Linked DNA regions of Gossypium hirsutum: region 2 is linked to region 1. A link is a contact called in public Hi-C data. All regions are on one chromosome and are shown on one strand. The core of a region is the stretch at or near the end of the contact, and the rest is flanking DNA. Distances in the headings are between cores, read along the strand shown.

Region 1 (3,892 bases), core at 933-3,432:
TAGCTTTGACACCTATGCATATATGTTTCACTTGTTGAACCAAATCCTTCACCAGTCAAAATATTCTTTTTCATTCTAATGTAGATTGCCTATCTGCAAAGTTTGGGGTGCACCGTTATTCCTACTTCAAGACTTCACGCCTCCCGTCTGATAGAACAATACAAATCGCTGTGACTCATTCTAATGTGGAGGGTGAAAAGGTCATGTTGTCCGACTCAGACATGAAATTTTGAACTCTCAAAGATACTATGTTCCTATAGAGCATGAATTCATATGATGCAAGTAGCTCCTTTATACCCATACTTAATACTTTATTTATAAGTGGATACTTTTAGTTCTTTGGGTGGTTGGCACCAGGGGCCTTAAACAATCCATTGCAAGATCTGTACGCATCATTTTAACTATCCAGAGTGTTGGTAGAAGGAAAACTATGGGTAATCCAAACATGCCCTGAAAAGTCACATTTACACCAAAATGAGATTTTTGACATCCGATCTGTAAAACTGACATCAATGCCGTAATTTTCCTAATGTCAGCTCCATTTTAACTTGAGCCAACATCTATTGTTGGCCATGTATTTCCAGTAATCCACCACCAATGATAAAATATCAGTTTAAACAGCAAGTTGCTGCTGATGGGTGGATTCATCTTCGTTGAAACAGCAGTGGATCTTGAGAGGTCTCCCATTATTAACGTTTTGATAAGGTTCTGCCAAAACTTGTAAAGGGGGGGGGGTTTGCAACCGCATTTCCCTTTGGAGAAAACAGAAGTAGGTGCGGAAGGTGTCAGGTTTTACGTTCAATTGGACCCCCAAACCAAATAAGAAATCCACCTCAAGGATGTTCATCTCCTCAGTGCTGATGCTTCCCACTTTGGCATAATATGCATTGATGTAACATCTGACATATAAAAATAATTTATATGATAACTTTAGATTTTAAAAAGGATGACGAGCTGCCATGATTGCTTGTGAAATCAGGACAGGATGGTATTTAAAATACTTACCGGGTTTCTTTGCTATGAGAAAATTAGTACCTTTACTATAAAAGTAATTGTGCATTTAATGCAATTGTAAATGGGGTAAGGTTAAGCATTAAAAAAAATGCTTATCACGTTTTAAAGAAAGCAAACTAATCACTTTAACACACGAAAAAAAAAAAAGAAGAGAATTTATTAAGGTTCAAAATTACCTCTTCAAAACTAAATACTAAACCTTAGTATGTTATTTATAGTAAAAAGACTAATAAGTAGTTTCGCATAATCAAAGGCTGAAGACAACCAAGTTGATATTTTGCCATTATAACAGAATACATGGCCCTAATTAAGTTGTCATAAGCTCTAAAAGTTGACATCCCCTTCCCCTATGTTAATTCATTATGGGAATTTACAGGAACAACAGAACATGCAAGGTAAGTGGGGCTGTCTTGTCTGACCAGAGATGCTGGTTTTCTTACATGGCTGTACTTGTATGGTCACCTTGCTTGATTTGTATTGTAAAGATTTTTTTTTCCCAAAAAAATTCCAGGAAAACGAAAATATCAGCTTAAAACAAGGTTAGTTTTTCACCAAACATTAAATTTCAAGATTGAAGATATACCATGACATATAGAAAAAGGTTTTATTTGACCCTGGAACTGGAAGCTAATGAATTCTAAATCGAACATGTCAGAAAAGTTACTTGGATCAACTTTGAAACCCAGATCAAATCCAGTTAAATATCCAAGAAAGAATAATAAAAATCTAAAACAAAGAAAAAAAAACTTACATGTCATCCATGAACTGGGCAGAAACCAAAACACTGGTTATAAGCAGCCTATGTACATTAAAAGAATTGAAAGGCAAAGATGGGTGCATCTGCATAAAGCGGTCAAGATAAACATAAGCTATGACAAAACAACAAGGGCTGCAATTTGCGTGCTTAAAGATCCTGTGGAGATAGGTTGTGATGGATATAGTTGGCCTGGTAAGTCCAAGGAAAACAGACATCTTCTGGGACTGGAACAGGCGGCGCTTGTCATTAGACTCAGCCACTCTTTGCAGCAAAGAGGAGAGGCAAGTTATGACCTTGGGAACAGTTTGTTGGTCGTCATCTGCTTCTGCCATTTTTTTCGCTAGCTGTGTCTTATAACCAACACCTTTCTTTTTATTTTCATCTTTGTTGCGTCCAAATAATTATGTCTGACCTGTCCTCCAGCTATGTTACCACTTACCACAAAATATTGAATTTTATGGTTGGTTTTTATTTACATTATCTTTATTTTTATAAATTTAAATATAATAACAAAGTTTAATATTGAATATCCTAATACTATTTATGCCAAAACCAACAAATAAGTGCAATCGAAAAACAATATTTTAACATGATTCAGCCATTCAACTTACTAAAATATGTATTGGATATAATGAATAACCAAAACACACGTATATATAATAATTAATTTCAGCCCAAACTATATATATTGTGATTTTTGTAACAAGTAACTTATTGATATTAACTTTTTTACTAAACAGTTTGAATCTTGAAATTATTATTATTGAAAAATTCTATTCGAATATAATATCAACCCAAATAAAATTAAATTTAGACTGTAAAATAATTGAAGAAACTTATAATTATATACTAAATAAAACCTAATTGATAGTAAAAAAAAATCATAAAAAGAAGTTGATTTTGAAACCAAAATATCAACATCATTAAATTGGAATAGATCTCAATTGAGATTAAGCATTGGAGAGTTCTTAGCTGGAGTTATCTAAAAATGTGCCCCTAAAACCACACGTTCAAATTAATAAAGCTCAAAGTCGTGATATTGAGTTTTCAACTCAAGATATCACTTAAGGTGTTGAAGTGGAGAAATCGTGGGCACCAACAGGCATGTCGCAACATCGACTAGTGGATGTCGCAACATTGGGAACCCTTAGAGCCACATTTGTGCCACTATCTAGGGTGTCACGGCCTTGAGGTATGGATGTCACGACACCGCTACTTGACAAGGAAAAAATTGCTGCAGAGGTTGTCTTTTGTCCAACACCAATTCAAGTCAACACACATTTTAAGGGCATTTTTGTTAATGTTAAGAGTTGATTTTCAACAGTTTAAAAGGACTCTTTTTGGTTAAACTTTTATTTCATCTTTTTAGCTTAAGTAATTAGTTGTCATCTCTGTTGTTAGGTTTGGCCATTTACTTTTTTGAATTTAATTGATAATTTAGTTTTTTTTTACTGTAACTTTTTCATTTTATTTGCAATCTAGTCCTCAAATTTACTTTTAGAGAAAATACACATTTAATTAATTCACCCAAATCCATAAATATTTTTAGAAAAAATTAATCAGATAATGGAGCAAATTTAGACAGTAGTATAATGGGTTTGATTTGGTTTTCAGCGGCTACTGTCATGGTTTTGTTGTATTCACATTTACGGGTGGATTGCTTTCGTGATCCCATCAGTCTTGAGATAGCTTCAAGTGAGAATAATACATACTGCTCTTCATCAGCCTAATGATACTTGGCCGTCCAAGCAAAGGTTTGTGACTTTTTGATGGAAATGCAGTAATCATCCTATTTATTGTCTCTAGCCTTTAAGTGACTCGTTGGTTTTATATTATACAGAAAAAAAAATGGAAGAAAAGGAAACATCCTCCCCCATAAAGGCATGTAATATTTCTATATTAATACATGATCGCCATATTTGAAAGTTCAAACATCATGTCCTAACCTATCACTGTAGATATACAAAACATAGATATCGGTCTGCCTTGGAATTATGAATAATTACAAGTCCACCACCTTCAGTAACTACATAGATAACACAAGGCATTAAAATTCCATAGACAAAAGCAGAAGTGCATACAGAAAAAGTGGCAACTTAGCCATAGCATCGGATAGGATCA
Region 2 (3,892 bases), core at 993-3,492, 46 kb after region 1:
TATATTTTATTATAAATATTTTAATTAATTATATAATTATTTTTTATAGAATCCACTTAAAAATATTATTTATTATCATGAAAATACAAACAATATTTTTTATTGGACTTGAATAAGAACAAGAAGGTTATAGTGAGAAAATAGCTTTTCACTGCAGGTGCTTTCTTTCCCACTAATACCTTTAACTCCAGTCCAAAATAAAACCAACAGTGAAATAAAAATTTTAAACCGCAGCTCACCATCACTTATCCAAACATCAAACAATGCAGTGAAAAGGAGTACTCTCTCAATATTCCATCTCACCATGGCTTATTTTGCATCCAATATTTTGCATCCAAAGGGAGCATAAATGTCTTTAGCTTTTAGCTTTTGTTTGAAATTGAAAATTATCAAAATATTTTTATTTATGTATTATTATATTAAATCATTTAATATCATTTATTATTGAGTTAAATTTTTTAAATCTTATTTATTATTATATTTAACTTTTTAAAAATATTTTATATATAATTAATTTTAAAATAATTTTATTAATTACTTAAAAAGTTAAAATTTATACTTCATATATAATTGTATTAAATTATTTAAATATCATATAACTTAACTAATTTTTTACTTTTCTACTATCATTAGGGGTGTGTAAAATTCGGGTAAAACCGAACAAATTCAGTTAACCGACCGAATTCGGTTAATCAATCGGTTAACCAAATTAATTCTGTTAGGGGTCGGTTAAAATTTTTTTGAGTTTTCGGTTAACGATTAATTCGGTTCGAAATCGATCGATTAACCCAAAAAATTCGGTTAATCGAAAAAATTAATAAAAAAATTATAATGTATAAATAGCCTACTATTTCCTCAAACCCAATTCAACATAAACTCAAATACTCAATCTAATATATATTAACCCAAGTACCCAACCCAACCCAATTATTTAACCCAATCATAAAAATCACAAATAATTTAATAAATAAAAATAAAAATCTAAAACTAAAAATAAAAAATAAAAAATAAAAAAATATAATTTTATACAAATAATTCGATTAATTCGATTAATTCGATTAATTGGATTAATTTTATACTTATTGTAACCAAAAATTAAAAAACATATAATTAATGTTTTATTTTCGTTTAATGTTATTTCAGTTAATTCGGTTAAAAAACATATAATTAATTTGATTAATTCGGTTAATGTTATTTCGGATCGATTAACCAATTGAACACCCTTAACTATCATATCTAAAAAAACCGCTATGTTTAGCAATAATGAAAAACACTAAAAATTAATAAACACATTTTTTTCACAAAACTATTCTACCTTTTCTTGCTCTAAAAACACTTTTCAACCACAACAGTAATAGAGATCTAACCTTAAATTAGGTTCTCTAGTTTGACTTTTTTTTTTAATTGAATTCTCTACTTTCTTTTTTTATTTTATTTTTTAAACAATAAAAAATGATACATTAGGATGTTCTTTTAACCATATAAATTAAAGAAAAATACATACTTGATAGTATTAGCATTTTATTTTTATGTTGTAACCATCCTCACATCACATCTGAAATTTGATATTAGAAGCTCCCTAACTAACGATTGACAGACACACTACGATCGAATGCATCAAAACTTTTTCAAGGACTGGGAGGGATAGGAGATCCTCCTATATAGTCCAGACTCCATTTAAACATACTTGTGCTACTTTCCTTAAAGCTTTCCAGGCATCAACTCCAAAGTAACTGAGCCTATTGTATTTGTAAATGTAATTCAAAACACCGGTCCGCAAGACCTCAACGACCCTGATCTTTAAATCTAGAAGCGCTTCCCGGCCAGAAAAGCATTGCTTGATTTTTTTCATTAGAAGACAGACGACATTATAGTTAAACAAGAATAAAAGTTAACATATACCGAAAAGGGGATAAAAGTTCCGTAAGGAAAACTTGGTTTGATAAAGACACCAAAACAATATTGCCCAATTGAGGATTCGGGACCAGCTTTTCAGAGGGAAAAAAACAATTGGGGGAGCAGAGCAACATAATAGTAAACAAAAATAAAAATGTACCGAGAAGGAAATAAATGTTGCGTATGGATGGCTTAATTGGTTGATAAACCAGCCAACTAAAGCATATATGTTCAAATGAGGATTCGGGACCAGCTTTTCAGAGGAAAGACCTAAGACAGCCTTCCTGCCACCAATTAGGGCAAGATCTTTACTGCTAGCAAAAAAATACCCAGAGGAATAATATGAGACCTGCAAAGTAATTATTGTTGGCAATTTATTTGGGCATATAAGCCTCATTATCATCAAATTGTGCTATGATTATAATGGAAATATAAAGCAAGTCATAAAAGGAATGAGCCACAGGTGTAATTAACTTCAAGGTTGTCTCAATGCTGTCCAGAAAACCAGATCCAAGGTACAAAACACAAGGATTTCCACTCATCTAAGAGAAAAACTGTGAATTATATCATATACAATAACCAACTTCTGGACACTTGATATATAGGAGATCCAACAAGAAGCGCCACTAAGCAGCTAACAGAATATACAAAAATTCTGAACTCCATTATATAAGCACACTACACCAACACTCTCCTAACGCTACACACAAAATGGGAACAAAGCCATTCATTCTATTGAAGACCATGAAGCTAGGCCAGTACTAGCCGATATACCAAAAAGCTTTCATTGGAGTCCACAAAAACTTCTGACAGCAACACATACCTTGCAAAACATCCCATTATCTCAAAACATGCAAACCCTGACCAACTTACTCAACAAAATAACAAGGTCAGATAAGGTGGTCAAAAAAAAATGTGGATGAGGCTGTCTGCCTCAGTATTTAACCTACCAGGATTACAGAATGAAAAATCCAGGATAATGCAGAGCGGTGGTTTACTAGTTTCACCATAATTAAAAGACATTGCAATATGCAGATTAATCTTGGTTTAAAACTATCTCCAGCCTCACAAATACCAAGCACAAAAGAAAAAGGCAAAAGAAGAAACCCAAGTGGTTAATCAGTATAGACACGGAATATAAGCACACCAACATGTGAAATTAACGATACAGAATGGAACTGTCAGTCTCAATATTTTATCATCAATGAATTCCCCAGAAAAGCAAGTACATAAGAAATAGTATTCACCTTTTCATATATATGACATCAAAATTCATCCTTACAAACCAGGCACCAATTCTAAAGTTTTAGAAACATAAGGTCAGTAATGCATCACCAACAATTCTAAATTATTAAAAGACGGAGAAGGAGCTAGCAATACTATGCTCCATTAGAAAAAAAAACTGCAGCAAGACCATACCACTATTTTATTTTGAGGCAGTGCATGAATGTTAAAAGCATCCTGGGTTAGGTTACACCAACACAGGTTAAACCTAATCTATGTAGCACAGTAAATGAAATGGTCTGATACATAAAAAAATAGTTGCCATGGGAATTATATAATGTTAGCAAAAAAGTTAAAAATAAAACTTGAATAAGGAAAATAAAAAATGCAACGAAATCTGCAATCCAACAGTTGAAAACACATTAAGGTTATGTATAGTGGATCATATAATAGTTAATCAGCTCATCAGAGCTTTATAATCATCATGTCAGTTCTTCACTGAAGACCATACCAAGTTTTACAGATTCCAAAAGTCAATTTGCCATGACTAGGATCATAATGGCCTAAGTTGCCTGCACCAAAAGATGAGTGTTCCTTACTAAGTTTTTCCATATATCTGGAAGATCATACCCCCCTTAACCATGTCATAACATTTGTCGGACAAGGATACTTAAAGAAAGATGAAGAGACAGAGTAACATCTAACTTAAGCAGTCAATAGATAATAGCTATTGAGAGTGTTAACATTTAACTTAAGCAGTCAATTAGAACAA

Evidence for each region. Hi-C and Micro-C count contacts between places; a contact is called where the count stands out from the background.
Region 2: a Hi-C map of fibers shows a contact between it and region 1, with 2.0 times the contacts expected there. The contact joins the enhancer-like site here to the promoter of LOC107939821 in region 1. A contact is called at or near these places in 10 of 34 Hi-C or Micro-C datasets (anther, fibers, hypocotyl and 4 more).

Annotation. Positions count from the first base shown.
Region 1 is chrA09:85,249,039-85,252,930 of Gossypium_hirsutum_v2.1, forward strand. It overlaps LOC107939821 (cyclin-U4-1), which reads right to left and starts at 2,183. Exons shown (of 2, transcript XM_016873209.2): 1 at 1,766-2,183; 2 at 414-899. The coding sequence starts at 2,103. The coding sequence ends at 614. LOC107939834 (peptide methionine sulfoxide reductase) reads right to left here. Exons shown (of 2, transcript XM_016873217.2): 2 at 3,648-3,892. The coding sequence ends at 3,868. It also overlaps the pseudogene LOC107939819.
Region 2 is chrA09:85,294,984-85,298,875 of Gossypium_hirsutum_v2.1, forward strand. No RefSeq gene overlaps it. Among protein-coding and RNA genes, the nearest start is that of LOC107939826, 6.3 kb to the right of the region's middle. Within about 2 kb of position 2,243, at least 2 of the 9 cell types and tissues checked have an H3K27ac peak or open chromatin away from gene starts, as enhancers often do. A contact at or near this core is called in fibers, where this site is marked.